Linked DNA regions of Xenopus laevis: region 2 is linked to region 1. The links are chromatin contacts, called in public Hi-C maps. All regions are on one chromosome and are shown on one strand. The core of a region is the stretch at or near the end of the contact, and the rest is flanking DNA. Distances in the headings are between cores, read along the strand shown. Region 1 overlaps LOC121400083 (a long non-coding RNA gene). Region 2 holds the start of LOC108707627 (zinc finger protein 250-like).

Evidence for each region. Hi-C and Micro-C count contacts between places; a contact is called where the count stands out from the background.
Region 2: a Hi-C map of the XTC cell line shows a contact between it and region 1, with 3 times the contacts expected there. A contact is called at or near these places in 2 of 4 Hi-C or Micro-C datasets (the XTC cell line and animal cap).

What each region holds. Positions count from the first base shown.
Region 1 is chr2L:183,100,604-183,107,450 of Xenopus_laevis_v10.1, reverse strand. LOC121400083 (a long non-coding RNA gene) reads right to left here. Exons shown (of 3, transcript XR_005965544.1): 3 at 5,429-6,603. Among protein-coding and RNA genes, the nearest start is that of LOC121400083, 6.5 kb to the right of the region's middle.
Region 2 is chr2L:183,155,692-183,162,467 of Xenopus_laevis_v10.1, reverse strand. LOC108707627 (zinc finger protein 250-like) reads right to left here and starts at 4,541. Exons shown (of 7, transcript XM_041582784.1): 1 at 4,042-4,541.

The DNA of each region.
Region 1 (6,847 bases), core at 3,316-5,815:
TTTGGCAGGGCACCTGGTTTTTATGCAACCAAAACTTTCCTCCAAACCTGGAATTCAAAAATAATCACCTTCTTTGAGGCCACTGAGAGCAACATCCAAGGGATTGGAGAGAAACATGTTACTCATGAGCTACTGGTTGGGGATCACTGCTGTATAGGAACTGGCCCATTTATACTAAAGGCACAACAAACACAACATGACTGGACTGCAAATATTCGGAGCCGCACTATAGGACAACAGGCCTCTGGCCCAGGGATAAGAGGCAGCAATTACCCAATTAGCCAGTCCTGTGTCCCAGGGAGGAGGGGCCAATAACACAGATAACCCCGGGGTTAATAGATTATTAGATACAGATAAGCGGATGGGAAGCAGCCAGTCCCACTGAGCAAACAGCAGGGTGTTAGGTCTCAGCTAAGTGACTGCACTCACTTCAACTGCCCCATCAGGCTCACCTTTGCCCTAGTAACTGTCATCTGTTCTGCACTATGGAAGCAACTCCCCGCACACACAGTCTATTGTATGGAAGCAACTCCCCGCACACACAGTCTATTCTATGGAAGCAACTCCCCGCACATACAGTCTATTCTATGGAAGCAACTCCCCGCACACACAGTCTATTATGTACAAGAGACAGGACTTGTTATTTACGAATTGGCTAACATCTTCTTCTGACCCAGATACTCAAGTCTGCAATTACCTGTGTTGAGACGGCGATATCTGATAAGAGACTGGCGCATAATCTGGATTAGATTGAGCATATATCTGATATAGAGATGAGCTATATCTGATAGAGACTGGCGCATATATCGGAATAGAGACTGGATATTCGGGATATAGAGACTGGAGCATATACTGGATATAGAGACTGGCGCATATATCTGGATATAGAGATTGGCATATATCTGGAATAGAGCTGGCGCATATATCTGGAATGAGATTGCATATATCTGGATATAGAGACTGGCGCATATATCTGGATATAGAGACTGGAGCATATATCTGGATTAGAGATTGAGCATATATTGGATATAGAGACTGGCGCATATATCTGGATATAGAGACTGGCACATATATCTGGATATAGAGACTGGCGCATATATCTGATATAGAATGGGCATATATCTGGATATAGAGACTGGCGCATATATCTGGATATAGAGATTGAGCATATATCTGGATATAGAGACTGGCGCATATATCTGGATATAGAGACTGGAGCATATATCTGGATATAGAGACTGGCGCATATATCTGGATATAGAGATTGGGCATATATCTGGATATAGAGATTGAGCATATATCTGGATATAGAGATTGAGCATATATCTGGATATAGAGACTGGCGCATATATCTGGATATAGAGACTGGCGCATATATCTGGATATAGAGACTGGAGCATATATCTGGATATAGAGACTGGCGCATATATCTGGATATAGAGATTGGGCATATATCTGGATATAGAGACTGGCGCATATATCTGGATATAGAGATTGAGCATATATCTGGATATAGAGACTGGCGCATATATCTGGATATAGAGACTGGAGCATATATCTGGATATAGAGATTGAGCATATATCTGGATATAGAGACTGGCGCATATATCTGGATATAGAGACTGGCACATATATCTGGATATAGAGACTGGCGCATATATCTGGATATAGAGATTGGGCATATATCTGGATATAGAGACTGGCGCATATATCTGGATATAGAGATTGAGCATATATCTGGATATAGAGACTGGCGCATATATCTGGATATAGAGACTGGAGCATATATCTGGATATAGAGACTGGCGCATATATCTGGATATAGAGATTGGGCATATATCTGCATATAGAGACTGGCGCATATATCTGGATATAGAGACTGGAGCATATATCTAGATATAGAGACTGGCGCATATATCTGGATATAGAGACTGGCGCATATATCTGGATATAGAGACTGGCACATATATCTGGATATAGAGACTGGCGCATATATCTGGATATAGAGATTGGGCATATATCTGCATATAGAGACTGGCGCATATATCTGGATATAGAGACTGGCACATATATCTGGATATAGAGACTGGCGCATATATCTGGATATAGAGATTGGGCATATATCTGGATATAGAGACTGGAGCATATATCTGGATATAGAGACTGGCGCATATATCTGGATATAGAGATTGAGCATATATCTGGATATAGAGACTGGCGCATATATCTGGATATAGAGACTGGCGCATATATCTGTGTATAGAGACTGGCGCATATATCTGTGTATAGAGACTGGTCAAATATCAAGCCTTCAAACAAATAATCCCAAACCAAAAACCTGTGATTAAGGCTTAGCCTATACCTGCTCATAGAAGATAAAGCCCTACCTGTACTGAATGATCTTATATGGGAATTCTTTGTTCCCCTGATTTGTTCAACTGCAACTCACTGCTGCATCAGACTGACAGCCTTTAGGCTGACTATCCCTGGGGAGTTAGCATGATGTTCGTGGATGATAAATGGGGTGCAGTCCCTCCAACTGCATCAGTATGGGGCAAATAAAAGCAATCCCCCCAGTCACACCTGGTCAGACATGAACTATTACATAGGGTGAGGGTTGCATTGGGCCGCGGGTGCCGTTCTCTACCAATAGGTCTGTCTAGGGATCAGTTGATTGGATTGAGATCACCAACTACTTAAACCTCAGATATACAAACAAATCAAACTGCCAGTTATGCTGCTGACTGCACTGGTTTTTGTACAGACAAGAAAACAAGATGCATCTAAATGAAATTCTAGTTCCAAGTGGCCATTTATGTCTGTGTCTCCTGTAGTCGGAGAAACAGCCAGGACTGGACGAAGGCTGCTGGGAGTTGAAGTTCAGACCAGTCAGGGATCAGCAGGGCTGGAATATGGAGCTGCCATTGACCAATATTTCTGTCTGTTCCCAAGGCTGCGGTTACACAGCAAACAAGCAGCTAAATTCAGCCCAAGACACAGCAACGTCAGCTGGACTGAACCGGTTCCAAGTTCTCTCTCTTCTGAACTTTGTACTTCATGCGGGGGACACTCCCCAGTCACAAGAACTGTCACATTATTATGTAACTGCCATCTGCTCTTGTCTCACTGTCTCCTCTGCAACCATACGGTGTCTCCTCTGTACCCCAACTCTACTGTCTCCTCTGTACCCCAACCCTACTGTGCCTCCTCTGTACCCCAACTCTACTGTGTCTCCTCTGTACCCCAACTCTACTGTGTCTCCTCTGTACCCAAACCCTACTGTCTCCTCTGTACCCCAACTCTACTGTCTCCTCTGTACCCCAACCCTACTGTGCCTCCTCTGTACCCCAACTCTACTGTGCCTCCTCTGTACCCCAACTCTACTGTGTCTCCTCTGTACCCCAACCCTACTGTCTCCTCTGTACCCCAACTCTACTGTCTCCTCTGTACCCAACCTACTGTCTCCTCTGTACCCCAACTCTACTGTCTCCTCTGTACCCCAACCCTACTGTCTCCTCTGTACCCCAACTCTACTGTCTCCTCTGTACCCCAACTCTACGGTGTCTCCTCTGTACCCCAACTCTACTGTGTCTCCTCTGTACCCCAACTCTACTGTCTTCTCTGTACCCAAACTCTACTGTCTCCTCTGTACCCCAACTCTACTGTGTCTCTTCTGTACCCAAACCCTACTGTGTCTCCTCTGTACCCCAACTCTACTGTCTCCTCTGTACCCCAACCCTACTTTGTCTCCTCTGTACCCCAACTCTACTGTGTCTCCTCTGTACCCCAACTCTACTGTCTCCTCTGTACCCCAACCCTACTTTGTCTCCTCTGTACCCCAACTCTACTGTATCCTCTGTACCCCAACTCTACTGTGCCTCCTCTGTACCCCAACTCTACAGTGTCTCCTCTGTACCCCAACTCTACTGTGTCTCCTCTGTACCCCAACTCTACTGTGCCTCCTCTGTACCCCAACTCTACTGTGTCTCTTCTGTACCCAAACCCTACTGTGTCTCCTCTGTACCCCAACTCTACTGTCTCCTCTGTACCCCAACCCTACTTTGTCTTCTCTGTACCCCAACTCTACTGTGTCTCCTCTGTCCCCCAACTCTACTGTCTCCTCTGTACCCCAACCCTACTTTGTCTCCTCTGTACCCCAACTCTACTGTGTCTCCTCTGTACCCCAACCCTATGGTGTCTCCTCTGTACCCCAACTCTACTGTGTCTCCTCTGTACCTCCTATGTACCCCAACTCTATTGTGTCTCCTCTGTACCTCCTATGTACCCCAACCCTACTGTGTCTCCTCTGTACCCCAACCCTATGGTGTCTCCTTTGCACCCCAACCCTGCTGCATCTGCTCTTGCCTCTTGTCTCGAGTTCATCAAACACAATATTGCAGATTGCTCTATATCACCTACCAAGCAGGGCATTGTAGCAAAGAAAATAACATGGTGACATTGGGGGGCTAGGCAATCCGGGGGCAGAGTGTGTAGAGACTGGGCAACAGCAGGTACATCAGCAGGTTCTATAGTGAGACGCACACATGCATGCAGAGAAGATGGGGTTAAACTGGCAGCTGAACAAGCAGGAACATTAACTTGTAGGATCAGCAACTTCTTTACTTTCTCCTCCAGCACCTGCTGTGAACTTGCAGAAGTGCAGCAGAAATGCAGAATAGAGCAGAAATGTGACCACAAGTCCATATATAACAGTGGCCCTATGACTGGCATGACTTCATCGTGTCCTTTTGGACCAGTACAGAACCACAGGACATTCAAAGCAATTCAGCTGTGGTGCATTGATCTCCTCTGGGCCCCATTTAGTGGTGCGGGGGCCTCTATCTCGAGTCATGAACTGCAGGCTGGAGTCAGTACTAGGGCTATACATTGCAGCCTTTCTATTGGTCTTTTTGTTCTGGTCAGCGTGTTGCCTTATTGATCTTTCCCATTCTTCCACCTACACCTAGGGGTGTATTTATCAAAGAATGAAGCTAAAGATCGCCTCAGTCCTTTAGAGTGAAATTCTGCCACTCTCCATTCATTTATAGCGGATTTCGAAACCAGTATTTATCAATGGGTGAAAGTGAAAGTTCATCCTTTGATAAATACGCCTTTCAAAATCCCATAGAAATGAATGGAGAGAGACGGAATTTCACTCTAAGGGCTGGGACACACTGGGCGATTTGGGGATATTTAGCCGCCTGGCGACTAATCGTTGCGACTTTTCTCCCGGAATGCCTCCCCTCGCTCTGCGCCTGGATAAAATGAAAAGTCGCCGGCGCTAATCACACACGGCGATTCGTTTTCCGAAGTCACCCAAAGTTGCCTCACGAGGAAACTTCGGGCGACTTCGGAAAACGAATCGTCGCATGTGATTAGCGCAGGCGATTTTTCATTTTAGCCAGGCGCAGAGCGAGGGGAGGCATTCGGGGAAGATTGGTTGTGGAAAGTTGCGGCAATTAAATCTCCCTAAATCGCCCAGTGTGTCCCAGCCCTAAAGGACTGTGGTGATCTCTAACTTCACTCATTGATAAATATACCCCCCAGAGGGTCCCCACCTATCAGTCACCCACATCTGGGCCTCTATACAGACTCTCTGTCCATCTTTATGGCAAAATACACAGTATGGCCGTTTCCTTGCCACACCTTTTGCCTTCTGCTCACTTGGTATTGATGAGAAAACTCTGCTTGGGAACAGATCAAGGCACCTGAGATCAGCAGAGTTCAAGGCACCCAATTCAGAGGAGTGGATCACAAAGGAGAGGAGGGTGCAGTTATTTAGGCGGAGCAATGTTTATTGTTACAGTCGTGCGTCGCTGATTCTCAGAAAAACATGTTGTGATCCTGCAGCTCAGACTGTACTTTGCCACCTACACCCCCAGACTGGCCCCATAAGTGGTAGGGCCTGATGGCAGTTGGGTGAAATTCACACCTGTTATTGACTGAATTCCTAAACACAGAAAACGCCTGGGGCTATAGGAAACTTTCCCAAGCATTTCAGCTATGTGCCCGACCTCTCTCTTCCTTATCTGCCCACTGTGATACCCACAACATCGTCCTATGGAGAGAATGGCAATAATGCAATACACAAGCACTGCCCAGGACACAAACACGGGGGGCACTGCCCTATGCATTTCATGCGCCGACATATAAACGGATCTTATTAAAGGGCAAGTTATGGACTGAATAAACATCCTTTGTTTTTATGCAAATACAGAATTTCGTGGCCCTTAACAGTGTTTATTAGGGCAGAGCCCTTTCTGGGTTGCTCAGTCCTCACATACACTGAAGGAGTGTGGCACATAGGCAGAAGATGGTTTTAGTTGGGGGGCCCAATAAAGGGGTGGAGCTACCACGCCCACTTTCATTATACCACGCCCACTTTAAGGCTTTAAATCTTGAGTGGTCTCAAATCAAACTGTGCGCACTCCGTACTGACTGTCTCCGTCTGGATAACCTGATCCCCAAAAAGTGAGGCACGTCTTACACCGCTGCGTCTCACCCTGGTTGCCTTGTGGATCTCTGCGTCTTGGCCCTCGACGCGTTGTTGAAAATGCTCGACAAATAAAAGGTTCCTTTTCCTTTCAATTAGCTGACTTTTACCTGGAAAAAAAACTGGTTTGAATTCCCCCCTTTAAAAGGCAGATAAATTTTACGGAAAAGTTCGCTGGCTGGCCGGCCAATTATGTTAAATATTAACATTTATATTTCACTATTAATCAACTCATAAATGAGTGTAAAGACTGAGTTCACACTTCTTGCTTTCTACAAACACGACTTTATTAAAAAGGCAAAATATAACAAATACAAACTAATACATTACTGGATAACACATCTGACAACTAAT
Region 2 (6,776 bases), core at 3,292-5,791, 55 kb before region 1:
AGATTCAGTGCATAGAGTCAGTGTAGACTCAGTGTAGTGTGTAGATTCAGTGCGTAGATTCAGTGTAGTGTATAGATTCAGTGCAGTGTATAGATTCAGTGCGTAGACTCAGTGTAGTGTATAGATTCAGTGCGTAGATTCAGTGTAGTGTGTAGACTCAGTGTGTAGATTCAGTGTAGTGTGTAGATTCAGTGCGTAGATTCAGTGCATAGATTCAGTGTAGTGTATAGATTCAGTGCTTAGATTCAGTGTAGTGTGTAGATTCAGTGCGTAAATTCAGTGTAGTGTGTAGATTCAGTGTAGTGTGTAGATTCAGTGTAGTGTGTAGATTCAGTGTGTAGATTCAGTGTTTAGATTCAGTGTTTAGATTCAGTGTTTAGATTCAGTGTAGTGTGTAGATTCAGTGCAGTGTGTAGATTCAGTGTAGTGTATAGATTCAGTGCGTAGATTCAGTGTAGTGTGTAGATTCAGTGCGTGGATTCAGTGCAGTGTGTAGATTGTGTAGATCCAGGGCGTAGATTCAGTGTAGATTTAGTGCGTAGATTCAGTGTAATGTGTAAATTCAGCGTAGTGTGTTGATTCAGTGTAGTGTATAGATTCAGTGTGTAGATTCAGTGTAGTGTATAGATTCAGTGTGTAGATTCAGTGTAATGTGTAAATTCAGTGTAGTGTGTTGATTCAGTGTAGTGTATAGATTCAGTGTGTAGATTCAGTGTGTAGATTCAGTGCAGTGTATAGTTCAGTGTAGTGTATAGTTCAGTGTAGTGTGTAGATTCAGTGTAGTTTCAGTGTGTAGATTCAGTGGTGTGTGTATAGTTCAGTGTATAGTTTAAGTTCAGTGCATATACAACACACACAGCAGCATATTCCTCAGGCAGGCTGTGCCATATTATAGGGCCCCACTCAGTGACCCAAATAAACCATCATGTCTGTCACTCAGCAACCACCTCCTTCCTCCATTTACTCCTTCACCTTCCACTTGTCTCAACTCCCCCAGAAAAATGTTCTCAATGCCCCTTCCTTTTTTCTGCACAGGCCCCTGTATTCCAGGAATTTCCAGCACTTCCCAATGAAGCCCCATTTTTCTCTGGCTCGTCTAGGCTCCCTAATAAGATCAATTCTCAGCCCCTACTCTCCCTTACATTCCCATTAGTACTGACTAAACATTTTCCCGCCTTTAGTACCTTTTCTCTCGGCCTTCCTCAACAGTGTTGCCAAACAGGGCACTTTACCCTCAGCAAAGATGGCCACTGCCAACCAAGCGATAGCGGTGAAGGATGTTGACAGGCGGGACAACCTTTCAGTCACTCCCTTCCTTCTCTACAGAAGCTCGCGGTGACCATCTTTGTTGCGGGCACCATGTCAACACACCACTTGCGCACGCGCAATAGAAAAGCTTTACTTTAACATCATGGGGAAACGGTGCGAGTTTGGCAGTGACGTTTTTCATTCAAAGTAGTCTGAAACCCTCTCGCACTTCATCTCGTGTGATATTCCTATCCATCAGAACGTCATCGATTAAATCATTTTGCAATTTAAGGACTGACCCAGCGGCTAGAAAGCTGAATGCGTTCGCAATGCATTATGGTACGTGTAGTTTTTGCTACGCCTGCCTCTATTGCAAGTGGCTATGTGGCGGGAGAAGGCGGACTGCGGCTCCCAGGTAACACCGCGGTGAGGTTCCCATAGTAACTCAGAAAGCGTACAGACACCGGGGGAGGAGCAGCTATGGTGCAGGATTACTATTTGGTGCTGGAAATTGCTCGCTGTGCGGGGGACGCCGACATTAAAAAGTCGGAAGGGACCCCAATAAATGCAACTAGCAGTCTGTGTATTGACCTAACAGTTATAGACATCCCAGTGTATTCTCTGGTACAGTCATTGTATAACTCCAGTGTCTGCAGAAAAACCCTAATGTCACTTACTGGAGATAATAAACTGTAGTCAGTGAGTCACCGAATGTACTAACTATAGTGACATAGATAAAGTACAGAGAGGAGCAACTAAACTGATAAAGGGAATGGAAGGGATCAGTTACGGGGAAAGACAAGTTGTGATTGGTTACACTGGAGAAGAGACAGTTAAGGGGGATATGATCACTATATATAAATATATAAGGGGGATATGATCACTATATATAAATATATAAGGGGATATGATCACTATATATAAATATATAGGGGGATATGATCACTATATATAAATATATAAGGGGGATATGATCACTATATATAAATATATAAGGGGGATATGATCACTATATATAAATATATAAGGGGATATGATCACTATATATAAATATATAGGGGGATATGATCACTATATATAAATATATAAGGGGGATATGATCACTATATATAAATATAAGGAGGATATGATCACTATATATAAATATATAAGGGGATATGATCACTATATATAAATATATAAGGGGGATATGATCACTATATATAAATATATAAGGGGGATATGATCACTATATATAAATATATAAGGAGATATAATCACTATATATAAATACATAAGGGGGACATGATCACTATATATAAATATATAAGGGGGTATGATCACTATATATAAATATATAAGGGGATATGATCACTATATATAAATATATAAGAGGGATATGATCACTATATATAAATATATAAGGGGGATATGATCACTATATATAAATATATAAGGGGGATATGATCACTATATATAAATATATAAAGGGATATGATCACTATAGTGCACTGCAGGCAGTGTGTTCCCGCTCTCCTTCATAACAAAACTCAATCTTTCTTCTTCCTCTAACCAGTGTGGAAAAAAGCGCCTATGATAAGTTTAGAGAGGAAGGTCCCCCTGAGTTGGGAGGAGAGGAGGAATGGACTTCTGGTTATGTGTTTCATGGGAATCCAGACAGAACCTTCAACTAATTCTTAGTAGGAGACAATCCCTTTGCAGGTATCAGGAGGAACATGTTTAGACTAAAGCATAGGACTTGTGTTGTGTTCAACCCCATTATCCAGCCTCGGCCCCAGAGCAGCCAGTCAGAGACTTCCTATAGTGCACTAATATCAGTCATTTATTGGGGACCCCCCCCATGCATTCCCACCCAGGCCATTGACTCCCATGCATTCCCACCCACCCATCTTGCCCTACTGTCTCTATTTGTCCTGCTGTCTCCATGGAGAATCATCTACAGAAACCCACTTTTGTCACTGGGGACCCAAATAAGTGAAAGATTTTTGTCCCTCCCCATTCCATACTGTACAGTCATTAATAATTGTTTTGGCCCCCTATAATACTGTCTGGGCTCCATTGATTGGCTGCCCTGTATAAAATCCCTATATAATGATGCACCAGATTACTGGCAAACACATTAGTATTAGGGCTTTAGTTGTCCTACACACAAACCCCCCAATGATATTAGTCTCCATGTTTGATCATTATAGTAATTAAGCAGTAATTAGTCATTATCACTGGGGTCAGCCTGTTACATTTAGGTGAGGGATTGTTGCTCTGCATGGGATTGGCTGTTTGGGTCCCATGACTTGTTCATCCAAGTGGCCAAGAGAGAGTTGCGCCTATGTGTTACATTAACATGTTATGATATATTCGCTCCCGATGGTTCTGATGTGAATACTGGATTTAGAGGTATGTGGGGGAGAGGAGTGAAAACCCAAGACCCACGCATCGAGTGGGATCTCTTCCTCTCACTGGAGGATATCATGCCGGGCATAACATGGATACCATATGGAAATTAAATCCTGCCCCTTTAGCCTACATTCTACCCTTCCCCCACCCATGCTGGTCACTGTGCCTTTAAATCTTATAACCTCACACACAACAGCCATGTTATAATGTTAGACAAATATTGTCACAATCAAATGTCCCAGAGTTGTAAGTATGGCCCCAGGCTGCTGGGAGTTGTAGTTTAATAGGGCTGAGGCCATTTTTTCTGTGACCCTGAGCCTTACTGTATGAATATTAATTAGTACCAGTGGCTAATTGGTGCTACTGTGTTTCTTAGGTAATGAACAACGACGGACTCACCTCCAGCATCCGGGACAAGATCCTATCAATAGACGTGCAGCCGGGAAGGCACTAAAATTACTTTCCAAAATGAATGTGACCAGGTGAGAACATTTAACCTGAAACTGTTGCCCAATCTCCACTCATTGGCTTTATACATCAGCCACAGGGTTGGCGGCTTTGCAGCCAAATTGGGCCACTTATTTAAAGCCAAGGCAGGTTTTGCAAGTACAAACTAGCCAATGTATGGATTTGGGCTATTTGTGGGCCTTTGGCTGGTTTGTGCTTTGGAAAGCAGCCAATGTTTTTCTTGCACTAATGTGCCAAGCCTGTGTCTCCCAATGCATGCTGGGTAATGTAGTTTTTGTTTCCCAACTGTCAAGTTTAATGTAAGACTACAATACCCAGTGTGCAATGGGACTGCCTTGTGTAGTTACCAGATATTGGGCTCTGTACCCCAGTCTCCCTTCCCTCTGAAGCATTCTCACATTTTCAGGTGACTTTCCTCAATTTCAGACAATTTTGGGGCAAAAATCTACTGGTCACCAAAATGTCTAGAGGTTGAGCTGTTTTGTTAATATTTATTGAAATTGTTTATGTATTAGGGGCCCCTATACCTACTGGGCCCCTCTGTAGTTATGACCCCTGGTGACGGCCTAATCTGTCCCAATTTGCTTCATGGAAAAATTTGTGAATCAGTGAAATTTTGAAAAATATTTTCACATATTTTTTAAGACATTTTTTTTACTGCACATATTGGGCTATTTTGGGCTCCTTTTGAAGTGCCTCTTGGCTAGTTTTGGGCTGGTTTTGAAAATGAGACCTGGCAACCTTGATCAGCCAATAGGAGCTGTGATACACGACATGAGTCGGCAGCGCAGTAATGAATGCGACATTTTGTAGGGTCCCAACCTTATTCCAGCAGACATCATATTCATTGTGAGGGAGAAGCCTCATCCCAGATTTAAAAGGCAAGGCAATGACTTGTTCTACACGGCCGACATCCAGCTTGGAAAGATAAGGGGCTGAGGTTAGTGGAGCATTGTATGTGTGTCACGTGATTAGGTTGAAGATGAAAACAAGCTAAAGATGAACTTTCCCTTTAAATGTTGTCGCCTGCTGAGCCTGACCAATTTATTATTATTATTATGATAATAAAGTACAATAGTATTATAGGTACGTGTGTAACGAGTGCTACAGAATAAATATATACTGTATATATTGCTGTTTTGTGTTTCAGGCACTGAGAGGCTGCATGTTGGAAGTGGAGACTTTGCATGAGAGACTGTTAAATATTCCTATTAATGATATAGTTCAGTAAGTAGCACCCCACCCAGATTTTCCTTGGACCCAATGCAGGGGGCCCCCCGATATTTCTGCATGGCCTCACCCCTAATCTGCCCAACTCTTTGGTAAACCCCTACTCCCAGCCGTGCCCCATAAAGAAGTCCTACCTATCTGACCCTGATGCAGAAACGTACATGTTCCCCCATTGTGACCTCCACACTAGTCATGTACTGGCCCAAAACCCACAGGTTAATCCAGCAGGATCAGTTGTACCTACTCCTAGAGCAGCTCACAGGTCGTATTTGGCTCAAGCCATTCCCCAACCTCTCAAAGCCCACTACAGACATAACAAATCAGCTGGGGCACTTCACCTTTAATTTCACAAGTATGTTATAGAATGGCTAATTCTAAGCAACTGTGCTGTTTATACCTTATCTGATGGCATTGTAATATTCGGTTGTATGCATTAATATTGGTTTAGCTCAGGGGTGTCCAAACTGCGGCCCGAGGGCCACATGCGGCCCAGGATGCATATGAATGCGGCCCAGTTTGGTTCCCGAGGAGAAAGGAGGAGGGAGGACTCTGCCCATTCCCCAGTTAGTAATAATAATATAATAATATGTCTTATTTATTATCCAGGTTTCCCATATTCCAGTGTATAGCTCCATCTAGTTATCCAACTGGCATTGTAGTTCTTTTCTGTGTATTTCCTTTACTTTTACAAATCAAACCTGTTTGTGTATTTCATGTGTGGCCCCCTCATATTTCTTCTTTTTCCAATGTGGCCCGGCGAGCCAAAAGTTTGGACACCCCTGGTTTAGCTGTTATGTGCTGCCACCTAGTGGACCAATTTAGGATAGCTGCGCACATGTTAATTAGACTTGTCATTCAAGGTTAAGCCTTCCCACTAAAGTTCACAGGAAGTAGAGGAGAATCCATTTTGAGCTCACACAGACTGCTCACAAGCAGAGGGACAGACCTCCTTAGGATCTTTCACTTTTACACAGGTTACATAACCGTCAGTAAGTAAGATGATATGTTTCCTGTATGTGTTTACATGTGTGTATATGCTGTACAGGTTGTGATGCATGTTATTATGTTTTACAGTTTTACAGAAGAATAATAAAATAAGAACCCATATAAGGATAAAGCATTCAAGTTTATTCAACTCACAGAGCATTCTGAGTATTCTTTGCTGAGTCTTATGTGGAGTGTGTTAAGCTGGCTGGTTAACCTATATTACGCAAAGGCACAGTATAGTGTGGAAACAGTACAGTAACTTTCCAATTGCTCTTTATATTTAAAGTTTTTGAATGATTTGCCACCTTCTTCTGACTCTTTCCAGCTTTCAAATGAGGGGTCACTGACCCCATCTAAAAAACAAATGCTCTGTAAGGCTACAAATGTATTGTTATTGCTACTTTTTATTCCTCCTCTTTCTATTCAGGCCTCTCCTATTCATATTCAGT